2 separate regions of the Mus musculus genome follow, and region 1 is linked to region 2. The links are chromatin contacts, called in public Micro-C maps. All regions are on one chromosome and are shown on one strand. Each heading gives the region's core, a stretch centred on a gene start, on an enhancer-like site or on the middle of the called end of the contact. The rest is flanking DNA. Distances are from core to core; before and after follow the strand shown.

The links. Hi-C and Micro-C count contacts between places; a contact is called where the count stands out from the background.
Region 1: a contact with region 2 is called in a Micro-C map of muscle stem cells, with 3 times the contacts expected there. The contact joins two enhancer-like sites. A contact is called at or near these places in 1 of 39 promoter capture datasets (embryonic stem cells), 11 of 484 Hi-C or Micro-C datasets (CD8 T cells, the P5424 cell line, cardiomyocytes and 7 more) and 3 of 9 other capture datasets (adipose tissue, liver and macrophages).

The regions. Positions count from the first base shown.
Region 1 is chr17:7,803,989-7,809,860 of GRCm38.p6, forward strand. Fndc1 (fibronectin type III domain containing 1) reads right to left here. Exons shown (of 21, transcript NM_001081416.2): 2 at 839-1,033. It overlaps Gm52281 (a long non-coding RNA gene), which reads left to right. Exons shown (of 3, transcript XR_003952218.1): 2 at 3,178-3,264. Among named protein-coding and RNA genes, the nearest start is that of Gm52281, 4.6 kb to the left of the region's middle. Within about 2 kb of position 1,548, at least 4 of the 459 cell types and tissues checked have an H3K27ac peak or open chromatin away from gene starts, as enhancers often do. A contact at or near this core is called in muscle stem cells, where this site is marked.
Region 2 is chr17:7,662,890-7,669,418 of GRCm38.p6, forward strand. No RefSeq gene overlaps it. Among named protein-coding and RNA genes, the nearest start is that of Gm33158, 28 kb to the left of the region's middle. Within about 2 kb of position 1,507, at least 33 of the 459 cell types and tissues checked have an H3K27ac peak or open chromatin away from gene starts, as enhancers often do. A contact at or near this core is called in muscle stem cells, where this site is marked.

The sequences.
Region 1 (5,872 bases), core at 298-2,797, 140 kb after region 2:
ACATGGCTCAGGATTGTCTGCCTAAGGATGTTGCTGCCCACAGTGGGCTGGGTCCTCTTATATCAATGAATATTCAAGGCAATCTCCTATAGATATGCCCACAGGCCAACATATTACGGACAACTTCTCAGCTGAGGCTTCTCCTCTCAGATAACTCTAGGCTGTATCATACTGTATCGTCTGACAATGTAGACTGAGGCAGGTGCTGTGTGTGAACTCAAGTGTTTGCACATGTAAGTGTTGAAAAATGCTAACTGTAAATAGATTTGTATATTACATTATAGTAGCAGATAATTTAGATTGTCATTTACACATTTTATGCATTTTTGACCCACCCAACATCTTTATATCACTAGGCTTCGAAGTTCTTCAGCAAGCTTTTTTTCCTAATTGTCACAATCCACCCCCCCCCCCAAATTACATATGATCAGACCAACACAGTTCAAACCAAAGTTGTTCAGTGGTCAACTGTGCTTAATTATTAAATGGCTTATAAATGGAAAGATGTTCATACTAGATTATTAAACCATCTAATAGTCAAGTTTCTATAAGATCAAAAATAGTAATAATAAAAGATCAACAATGTTTCCATTGTTTTCCAAAGCACTATCAAAAACTAAAACTTCCTACTTTATTTTGACATTAGGAATGCTTCGGTTAAGTGTATGAGCAAGGACCTCCAAGCATATCCTTATGATGAGTCTCAAAACGTGGCTTTCTGTTTCCAAAGACTCTGGGCCAGCCACACTCTGTCTTGCCAACAGCTATCCTAAGTGCACAGCTGCAACTGTTGATGCACAGTTAGGGGTGAGTGAAGAAAGGAATGTGTGTCACTTACCCACGTCCTTAATAAGGAAGGAGTGTGTCTCCGCATTCACCTTGATGGACTTAAGACTTTTCAGTGACTTCCCATAGGCAATGTTGTAATACTCCACCGGTCTACTGGAAGCATCTTTGGGTGGGTCCCATGTGACCTTCAGGCCCATGTTAGTGGACAGCAGTTTCACATGCCTTGGCTTCAGTGGGTGGTCAACTATACAAACAGCGCAACTATGAACTTTATGCAATGGCAGGCTGGGAGAATACTTCTCTGAATGTTCTCTGATATTCTCAGCAAGAATGTAAATGACATTCCATCTGTCTGATCCTAAAGATTTGCGTGCAACCATGTTTGCACACGGTCACAGCATGACAGCGAAACAAACACACAGATCCCACGTGTGGGTTGTATTTTGGATTACCGTGGGTGGTAAATTTAAACCAAACGGGAAGAAAGTCAAAATCAACCCTTGGCATTTCTTGCCTTGATTATGCAGACATGCCAGGGCAAGAAAAACAAATGAGTAATTTATTTCACACAGTCCCCAGAAGGATTTGCTCACTGCATTGGCTCCTGGTGTCTTCTGTGTGAAACTGAACAAGCTTTAAAAGCCTCTCTAAGGGTTACAGTGAGGGTTGGGAGGACCAGCTGCCATGTTCAAAGTGAGGAGACAAAGTGTTCATTTCCACAAAGGCCAAAACGTGGTACACATTCATCTAGGGCTCCAGTTCCAAAGGAGCCAACACTTCCAGCCTCCTGGGCATCGCGCCGCATGCGCATGGTGCACGGTGCACTTGCATAAATGCAAACAAAACAAATAACTTTTTAAAGTACCACCTCATCTTCAATTATGAACTCTTACGTTTTTCTTCATTTTCACATTTACCAAGCTAGTGCCTAACATTTTACCTAGCCAAAATCTCTCAGTTCCCTGAGTAGCTGGAACTGCAATGCAAGGTTGTAGCAATGTGTGCTGGATAGTGATGTAGCAATTGCAACAGCCAGACAAATGCTGAGTTAATTTCGACGATAAGGTGACTGACTATTCAGAAACAGGAGGCATTTTCAGAAAATAAATTAAAAAGTGACCTAAGTGAGTGGGGAGGAAAACCTTAATTTTAATAACATTTTTTAAAACGCACTTGCAATCTCATAGAGGAAAGAAAGGGAAGACAACACTTTCATGAGGACACACATGGGTTAGCATGTGATTTTGATACTGATGAAACATCTGAACAGAACAAACACGAATGATCGTAACATCCAGCACCCATCCTCTTCCCCCTGAACACTGCCCTATGGCCTCTGGACCAAAGCTGGTTGGGAGAGTCCACAACATGCGTAAAGAGGAGGGCTTGACGCTTTTTGAAGCATTAGAGGAAGGATGCTCATTCTGAGGACAGAAGCAAGGTGTTAAATGATGTGCCCTGACCATAATCCCCAGAGGAGCCATCCCAACTCCACATGTGTGGGAGAAGACAGGTAAGCAAACCAGAGGGACAGAATGTCAGAGGCTTCCTCCTGGGCTTGAGAAATGAGCCACGCTGGCTTCTCCCAATCACTCAGGTCAGGAAACAGTTCATCAATGCCATCGAGAGAGAAGAGCCATCTATAAACATTCCATCTCCTTCCCTTCTGCGACTCTATGCTGATGGGCTTCTTGTCGCTATGATAGAATATCTGAGAGAGTCAACTTAGAAATGGGAGGGTTCTGTGTCAGTCGTGGTTTTGGAAGTTTGTGGCCACGGTTGATTTTCACTGTTGCTCTTGGCTCTGACAGGAGGCAGCCATGATGTTGGGATCACATGGTATGGTGAAGCTGCCACCTCATGGCAGCCAGGAAGCAATAAGAGAATGAAGATGTATTCCACTGTCCCTTCAAGGACAAAACTCTAGTGACATAAAATCTCCCATTAGGCCCCACCTCTTCAAGGCTCTATAGCTCCCCCACATCTATGAGGTAGAGGGTCAGCCTTTATTTAGAATTTCTGAGAACTCACCTGAACCACAGCAGCCTTGTAAGCTAATCTCATACAAGAGTGCTTTTTCTGGGAAGAACGCTATAACTGATGCTCCACGTGCTCTCTTGGGGACCTTTGCCTTCTTGTGACAAAAACTTAACCAAAGAAACAGCTTTCTAGAAATAGCCTTCTAGGCTTTAGAGTGACACTGGTAGAAGTCACTTTTGAACATAAAGGCTTTGGGGACACCCTGAAGTCACGTCTCAGAGGCAGCCCGAGTCTGAAATTAAGGTTTGTCAAAACTCACTAGATCAGCATACCACCTCCTCATCCTCCCAGCCCACGCTGGGCCAGTGATTGAGGTCTTCGACCTGATTAAATGTCCTCGTTTTCTAGGTTCCCATCTGCTTGGATTTTACAGCTGACATCATTTCCAGCAGCTCCTAATAAACACCACCCAGGGCGGGAGAGATGGCTCAGCAGGTAAGGGCACTGACTGCTCTTCCAGAGGTCCTGAGTTCAAATCCCAGCAACCACATGGTGGTTCACAAGCATCTGTAATGGAATCAGATGCCCTCTTCTGGTGTGTTTCAAGACAGTTATAGTACTCATATACATAAAATAAACAAATAAACCTTTTAAAAAATAAATAAGTATCACCCATGGATAACTAAGAGAACAGGCTGACCAGGGGATAGGGAAAGTGACCAAGAACAACCTCGTGCGTGGACCATGCCAGCCCACAACAACCCCTTCCTCCATCAGTGCCTGACCAACCCAGTATGGAGTGACTCAGTCCTTCCAGCAAGTGAGCACCATTATCCAGATTCAGGTCATAGTAAGCTTAAACCTGGGCTAGGAACATGACAACATGCCCTATTTCTGGTGTCACTGTAAAGGTCTAGTGACTTTACTCTCTAAGTATGAAGCAAAGCCACACAGTGAAAGTGGTTTCTGGAGTTGCAGGCTGGTTTCCAGGCTCTGGGTGAGGAAGGAGCATTCTGACACCATGAAGCTTAACAGAGGTCCTTATTTACATACTTATTTAAATATGAATTTATTTAGGGCACCAGAGATCAACCGTAGGGCTCTGCCCCTGAATTACATTTACAGCTTCTTCTTTTTATTTGCAGACATGTTCTTACTAAGTTGCCTGGGATGGCTTTGACCTCATTCTATAGCTCAAGTGGGCCTTTATCTTCCCACTCTCCTACCTCAGCCTCCCAAGTAACTGGGGCTCTAGGCCTGATCTGCTCAGGCTCCTTTTGAATGCCCAACAAACAGCTGAAGCACACAGCCTTTTTTTTTTTAATAGTTTTCTAGCCATTTCTTAAGGGGAAGACCCTAGTGCAGCTTTGAGGGCTGTCTGACCCAGAAGCTCTGTCTCTTAAGAAACAGACAAACTCAAATGTCAATGCTGCATGCAGTCTTATGAAGGGTTATGGGGGAGGGGGAGACAGGGAGGACCCTGATAAGCTGCTTCTCATCTCCAGGGGCACACAAAATGAGGAAGTAAGCCTAGGCCACAGCTGAAGGGACTTGGGGTTAAATTAGAAGAATTCCCTGTCTGCAACCTGCCTCATCTCCCCCATCCTGGGCTGTCTTTGAATGGAGACGAATGGGAAGGTGCTTCATCATAAAGCCTCAGCCGAGACTTGTCAGCTAGGGCTCCAGCGATTCTGTGTTATGGCAAAATCATGCCAGTAGCTCATGCCAGGAGACTTTGTCTAGACTTGAGAAGATTCTGCCAGGTACTAAATAGCAAGATGCTGTTCTGCTGATCTTGCAGGTAGCCACCCCTTGCCACACTTCTGGGTCTCAGCTGCCACAGGAGGTCTACTTGCTCTTTAGGAATGGACTTTGTACTCAGATTGACTCCTTACTTTGGTCTAGTCCCAAACCCCAAGGCTTTTCCAAGAGGACTCCAGGAGGGTTATGTGCTTCAAAAGTCAAAGTGCAGATCCTGGGAGCCAGTTTGGTTCAAGATCTAATTATTGAGCCATCACTAATCAAGACAAATTCTAGATTCTGGAACCTCTACAATGACTGTCTTTAGTGGGGTCTTCAGCTTTCAAAACAGACCCCAAAACTTCTCCACTTAATACTCAACCATAAAACCATGCCAGGGCTAAGTCCTTAGGATGAGCTTGGCCAAAGTCTACAGTGTATCCATTCTATAGGCCGCAGGCCTTAGCTGCTGGCTTTTCCCCTACCTGCCTTGGTATCCATCATTAACAGACACTGCTAAAGAGAAGAACACCTGATAAACACATCATCCCAGGATTCTCCAACCCAAATGCCTACTAGGGCCAGGGAGCTGTAGCAGAGGACAGCCTGCAGATTTGGGGTCACTGTCTAGTTTCAGGCACCTGTTGACATAACAGACTTCAGGAGGCTCTCGACTCTCGGGTGCTCACAGATCTTTATCCTAAGAAGACAGAGTCATTTCTACTTTTAAATGAAGCACAGTGGGGCAGGAGACAGGCACACACATATCACTGGGACACATGTTAAGGCCAGAGAGCAATTTGCAGAAGTTGGACCTCTCCTCCAGCCATGTGGGATTGAACTCAGGTGACCAGCTTTGTAGCAAGCACCTTTACCCACCGAACCATCTTACCATCTCCAAGACGGAAATCTCAGTTTTTGGTTTAAAAAAAATCTCAGTTTTTATTCTAACTGGCAATGGAGTCTGCTTCTAAAAACAATACAGGAATGCATATGCAAACGGTCGGTAGGCCAGACCAGGTCCTCTGACAAACAGTAATCAACTGCTACCTGAGCCCAGGAAAGACCCCAACATCCTTTGGCCCTTCGCAGTACAGAGATGAGTATGGGTCCGTGAGGAAAGACTACAGGGAAGAGAGTTAGAGAGCAGAGCTGGTAGAGGAACTCCCCAACCCATGATAAAGGATACACAGATTGGCCCAGTTATCACGTACCACCTCCTGACACCTCCTAGGAAACCCAAAGAAACTGGAGATGCCGTGACCTGGGCTCTAAGAGATAATAGAGACCCGTGCTGGAGGAAATTGGGGGTAGAAAGGATGTGATGAGGGATGCTACCCAGGCTTAGCGACTAGCGAAAGAA
Region 2 (6,529 bases), core at 257-2,756:
CCTCCACCCTCCCAGGACTCTTCCTGTTCCTTCTTCATTTCCTACACTTCAGGCAGCTCAAACTTCCTCCACAGGGAAATCCTACAGTTTGGGGTCTTCTTGACCTAGCCTAGAGCTACTGTGCCTCCTTCTCTCATGCTGTGAACAATTTTTCCTTTCTCTTCTTAGCAAAACTGCCTGTTCCTTGGCCCACTCCAGGCAGTTCCATCCTTACTCAACAGCTAACTTGTGATAAATGACATTTCAATGGAGTGAAGAGTATCCTGCCTTTCCCAAGAAATGTCTGTATTGTAAAGGTGCAATCACAGGGGTTGGGTAGGGGGAGATCTTAGAGAGCCATACTCCAAGTCATGACCACTATTTGTCAAGCAGTGCAGAACTTTCAGAGGATAAATGGGTAGCAGTGGGACCTTTTGGGATTTCTCAAATCACCGCCCCCCCCCCCATATCCAGTCAGATACACGGAGTGATGGGGTGCACTTAGCCCAGTTAAAATGTTCATTCCTGAGCCTACGAAGGACACTCTTACTTAAGTCACCAGAGATCCAGAAATCCCAGTGGGTGTGGAGAGAGTAAGACATCTGGCTTTTAAGAGGCCTGTCTCACAGCACATATCACTGAGCACCCAGGGAGGTTCTCGGTGCTCTCTGAGACAGGATAGGAGAAGCTGGGGAGCAGCTGAGTGTGACTACACACTGGCTGTCCTGGCCTGAAGAACCAGGTCCCTCTTTCCTAGAGGCTTAAGGAAGTTTAGAATCCCAACTTAGATGTTTTGATGAAAAACCAACTCCATAGTTCATCTTGGCGAAACGACTCTAACAGCTGGGTTGAGTGCTAAGTGTTCTCTGTCACCTCATCTCTCAGGGACCTTGCTGCTTGTGCAGGTTGGGATTGTCCCCCTTGTCCCCTTGCTCCCTTCAGTCAGGGAACACACTATGTCATGATGTCTTGTGTATCTTTGAGTTTCCTTATACTTGACAGTCACCAAATATTCATCCAAAGAGGCTTGGATTGACTGTGTCCTGCTCACTTTGCTTGGCCTCATCCAAAGATGCCTGGGATGCCAGAGATCTTCAAGTGAGTACCCACTCAAACAGCTCAGATGTGTTTGTTGGGGCCAGAGAAACAAAGGACAAAGCCAGGCCTCCTTCCCAGCCACCGGCCTTCCAGACCTAGCCGCCAGGCAGGAGCCAAGACACAGATGCCAAGAGTGACCTCAGCCCCACACTCATCTCTCCTGACCTGGTTGGGGGACCTCAGAGCTCCCCAGCTCTATCCTGGGAGTCACAAGACTCCTGTCCCTACCTCTGAGAGGTCAGAGGTGGGAGCTCTATTGACTCACAGCAGGACTTCCCAACTTGGAAGCCAGGATTTTCTTCCCGTATATTACAATACTAAAAAAGTAATTACTGCTCTATTGAAACTTTCTGCTAACCACACCAGGTCCAGACATCTGAGTTAAACTAAGCTGGAGCAGCTTTAGTGGAGATTTTTCCACAGCTGCAAAGCTCTGCAAATCTCAAAGGCTTCCAACAGCCACCGCACCCACAAATATTACAGGAATGAAGACAGTTCAAATAGGAGAGAAATGGCTGATTATGCCAATCTGAAAGGCCCTAATGAACAATGGTATCTTTTGGATAACATTATAGAAATGACTGAGGAGTTGCTAGTTAGAACTATGAAGATAAAACTTTTAATTCATCACTCTGGCAAGGAGGAAGCAACAGAGGGTTGGCTCGCAGATTTGGAATATTAGCGTCACTTGAGAGGTGCAGTTGGCAAAGAGAGGTGGCCAGCAACCACACCCTTTTGCTACTGAGGGAGGGGGCAGACTTTCCTGCTGAGTACCGTGTTGTGGTTTGTATGAGAATGTGTCCTAGTGGCTTGGATTTTTTAACACATGGTCCCCAGTTGGTGGCTTTTGGGTAGGTTTAGGAGGCATGGCCTTGCCTGAGGAAGTGTGTCACTGTGGGGAAGGCTCTTCAGTTTCTAACTCACACCCCATTTCCAGCGTGTTCTCTGCTTTGTGCTTGCAGTTCGAGAGATGAGCCCCAATTCAGCTCCTGCCACTATGTCCTTGATCCACCACCTTGGATTTTAACCCTCTGGAAATGTAAGCCCAAATATACTTTGTTCTGTAATCCACCTAGGTCATGACACTTTATCACAACAACAGGAAAATAACAACACACTGTGAGAAGCAACAAGGGTCTCCATTACCCACTACTCAACACCATCAGTAGGCATGGGGGCCCAACTCGGAGAAGACTTTTATATTAAACAAGGTATCAGGGATAGTCCCCAAAAGAGCCAAGCCTGTACCTGGTAGGACAGGGTTCTCCCCCCCCACCCCCCCACAGGGTTTCTCTGTGTAGTCCTGGCTGTCCTGGAACTCACTCTGTAGACCAGGCTGGCCTCAAACTAAAAAAATCTGCCTGCCTCTGCCTCCCAAGTGCTGTGATTAAAGGTGTGTGCCACCACTGCCTGGCTGAGTTTCATCTTTCTAAAGCCATTTGTGCTGCAAGCTTGTTTGGGAGTGGGTAGTAGAGTTATATTAAGAGGAAAAAGGCTTAGAAATCTGAGGCTTCCGTCCTACCCAGTGCCCTGCTCCTGAGGCAGACACCACACTTGGAGAGATTTGCACTGTCCCTGCTGCAGGTATAGAGAGCTGAGGCCCAGAAGTTTTCCCTGGAGGGAAAAGCAGGCCTTCCTGAGATCTTGTTTCAAACTAAATGTATGGGAAGATCACACTTCATACCCTCCACCCCCAAGTGATGAAAAAGTCTCAGAAGCAAGCATTTAGGAAGAGAGTTCAGAAGAAAAACCTAGACCAGTCATTTCATGAGAGAACCAGGGAAAGAGACAGTTAATGAGAGTCCTCTTGGGCGTCATGACAAACCTCAAACACTGACCTTAGAACTACCCCTGTGAAGGAGTCCAAATCTAATTGGAGCTGACTGTGGAGTGATTTATGCCCTGGAGTGTTATTGAAAGCAACTGAACAATCAGCAAGCAATTAGTGGAGTCTGCTATCTGGGTGTGGTCAGGGGATGCAGATAATCTAAGAGTGCTTCTCCAACCACCCTATGCATTCCTACGTCTGCTTTCCCTTAGAAGTTACACCAAAGGTTTCAGGCAGGTCAGGAAGGGGGAGAGGAACAAATAAATATACAGCCCTCAAAGGAAGACGGCTTGGTGAGAGGATCGTACCCAGACCTGCTCATAATCAACACAAACATTACAGACAAAAGAACATGAAATTATGACATCCATAGGTGCAATAGTACACAACAGAAGTGCCCACGAGGGAGCTGGGGGCATAGCTTCATGGTTGAAGAGCTTGCCCTGAAGCAGCAGGGACCAGGGCAGCGCTGAATCACCTCGTCTTCCCAGGCCTGAAATAGATAAGAAGCCTACCACAGTTCTGTTTAAATCTGTACAAGCAGAGCAATTTTCAAATAAATAAAAGGAAGGCTACATTAGGTCACGGCTAAAGGCAACCTTGGCCTGGGGCCGATTTCCAGACCTGAGCCAGTTTGCAGACCCAGAACCCCTTGAATAAAGGGGTGGCCAGGTTCCCCTGAGGAAGACCCTTGATAAAATATCTAAAAGGTTTACTGTTAGCCTTTTCCCCTGTTGTTCCCAGCACTCCTACTGAGAGATGGGAGGTGGAGACAGAATTGTCTGGAAGGTCACAGGCCAGCTTGCGTGCAGTATACAGTATAACGGCAGAAATGAGAGAGACCCTGCTACAATAGACTGTCTCAAGCAAGGTAGGATGTGAGAGCTAGCTAAGGAAACCGACTTCTGACCTCCATGTATGTATGCCCCCACACACAGAAATGCTTTTTAAAAAGATGGTTTTATAATGATAAAAACTTAGTTAGACAAGCATATGAGTTTCAATCACCTCTCACCTTATCATCTGGAGTAATTTCCCCAAACAGTTTTCTGTATAAAGGGGGGTAAAGAGGATTCTCATAAAGAATTACCCAATAGAGATCATGCAGCTTAAATAACAGCCACACGGACAACTGAACTAACAGGATTCTACAAACTTGGCATGAAAGAGATAGGGGACAATGCAAACCCCAGACTGAATAAGGAGCCAGAACTTTTCATAAATATCAACAAAGGGTCCAAACTCCCATACCCAACCTCTTACCATGCCTGATTATATAAATCTATTTTATCAGAGTGTTGAAAGATGCCACAACATTCAGTAACAATGTTTTCTCTGAGACACCAGGGTTCCTCAGTGGGCTTCGCTCCAGCTGCTTTAACCACTGTTGTGCAGTCTCCATGTGTGGCTTTAGGAGATGCAGACAAACACAGGCCCGGGGAAGGAAAGGGCTGGGCTCGGTGCCTGGTGGTCTCTGGGCTCACTGCTTCAGTACAGCTAAGACACCTCTCTGGCTGTAACTCGCCTGTTCTGTGTGAGGGAAAGGTGGAACTTATAGCTGTTCACTTTTGTGGCAGAGACGATGGAGACTGTTTCTTCCACTTGCCACAGGCAGTTCAAGCTGAACTAGCCACCCCAGGAAGTGTTGAGAGCACAAGAGCAATAGTGACTGTCTAGTACCCATCATGTATCAACCTCCTACACTGTATGTTTACCCTCTGCAGGGCTAGTACAGAGCACTGTGCCTCAGACTACATCTTCGTCTTCATTATCTTATACTTCTTAACCTTTATACAGGGAAGATGAGGTTCTGGCACAAGTCTTCCCAGAATTCTAGCAAAGTAGCTACAAGCTTGTATGGATCCTGCTTTAGCCCATCCTCTACCTGTGGAATCTTGGGAAAGCTACTCAGCCTCTCCTCTCTGTGCTGGTGCCGTGGTTCCTTCTCAAGTAAAATGGGGTAAATGCTAATACTTCTCCATGGTTAATTAAAAGATTTAATGTGTTAATACTTAAAAAGAGTACTTAGAACAACCTCCAATGTGCAGGAAAAAGAGCTGTGTGTTTCCTTGATAAAATACATTATAAGTAAATTTCTTTTACTACCGGGAAAAATTAGTTTGCTCCAAATTTCACAGACTTCTCTGCCAACAGCTGTGCTTTTGCCAGAGGGAAATGGATAATGGCCCCAGACTTCCCGATGTCCCCACAGAGTGCAAACTTCTGCAAATGACTTGTCCTTACCCCCACGTGACATCTGATTCCCTCCCTGGCCCCAGCAGGGAAAAGACTCCAGAGCTGCTTCCCTCAGGAGGTTCACTCTGCAAATTTACCTCTCTGGTATTTCATAGCAGAAAGTTTCCCAGTGAGAACTGACTACAGGTCACCCTCCCTTGACTACACTAAGCAGAAGGGATGGTTACAGCAAGCAGCAAGGAGCTGGGAAGGGCCACCTACTTATCACTTCCGTGGGGCCCTGACGGTGTCTTCAGGTTTCGGGAACTCTCTAGGTCAGTTCCAACATTTTTTAAAAATCAAACCCCCATTTTCCTTGTTGAATTTCTCCTTCACGCTGTGGACTTTCTCACTCATGTTCTAAATTGACTTCTTAATTTCATCCAACTGCTTATTTGAGCCTTCTTTGTGGCCATTTTTTAAATTTTTGTATTTATTTATTTTGTGCATGTGAGTACACTATTGCACTCTTCAGACACACCAGAAGAGGGCATCAGATCCCATTACAGATGGTTGTGAGCCACCATGTGGTTGCTGGGAATTGAACTCAGGACCTCTAGAAGAGCAGTCAGTGCTTTTAACCACTGAGCCATTTCTCCAGTCTGGCCATTATTGTTCTTAAAAGTAGACTTTTGAACTCTTTGTCTGACATCTCACCCATTTCTGTGTCATTAGGTTCATTTACTGAGGTTCAGTGACATTTTGCTGATATTTTGGAAGGGTTGTGTTTTGCTTATTTATGACTCTTGTGTTCTGTCATGTGTCACAACTTGTATATCTTTTGGGATGAATGCCTTTCCCAGTTACCTGGAGATTTCCATCCTCAATACCACTCAGACAGGAGAAAACACACAGCAGTGACAGCTACAACACAGAACAAACCCGGGTACAGAAATGCAGTTAAAATCATTCAAACGTCACCAACAACCATAAAAAGGAAACCGTGAGCATCAGGCAAGCTTAGCTATGTTGCTGGAATCCAGATGAAAGGAAAGTAATGGCCTTAAGGGATGGAGGAAGGGAAGAGGCAAAGAAAGGATTGACAGGGAAACAAGGTTGAGAAAGAAGGAAAGAAGGAAGGAAAAAGAAGAAGGTTAGGGAGAGAGCTTATTATCAGGTGTTAAAAATATGATTAACTATAATGAGAAAATATGTCAGTGCAAATTAGTATGTGTAAGTAGAAGAATAAAAAAAAATAAAAAAGGTGTTTTAGAAGTACAATGAATGCTGGGCAGTGGTGGTGCACGCCTTTAATCCCAGCACTTGGGAGGCAGAGGCAGGCGGATTTCTGAGTTTGAGGCCAGCCTGGTCTACATAGAGAACCCTGTCTTGAAAAACAAGAACAAAAACAAAAGTACAATGAATGAAAAACAATACCAAAATACAGTA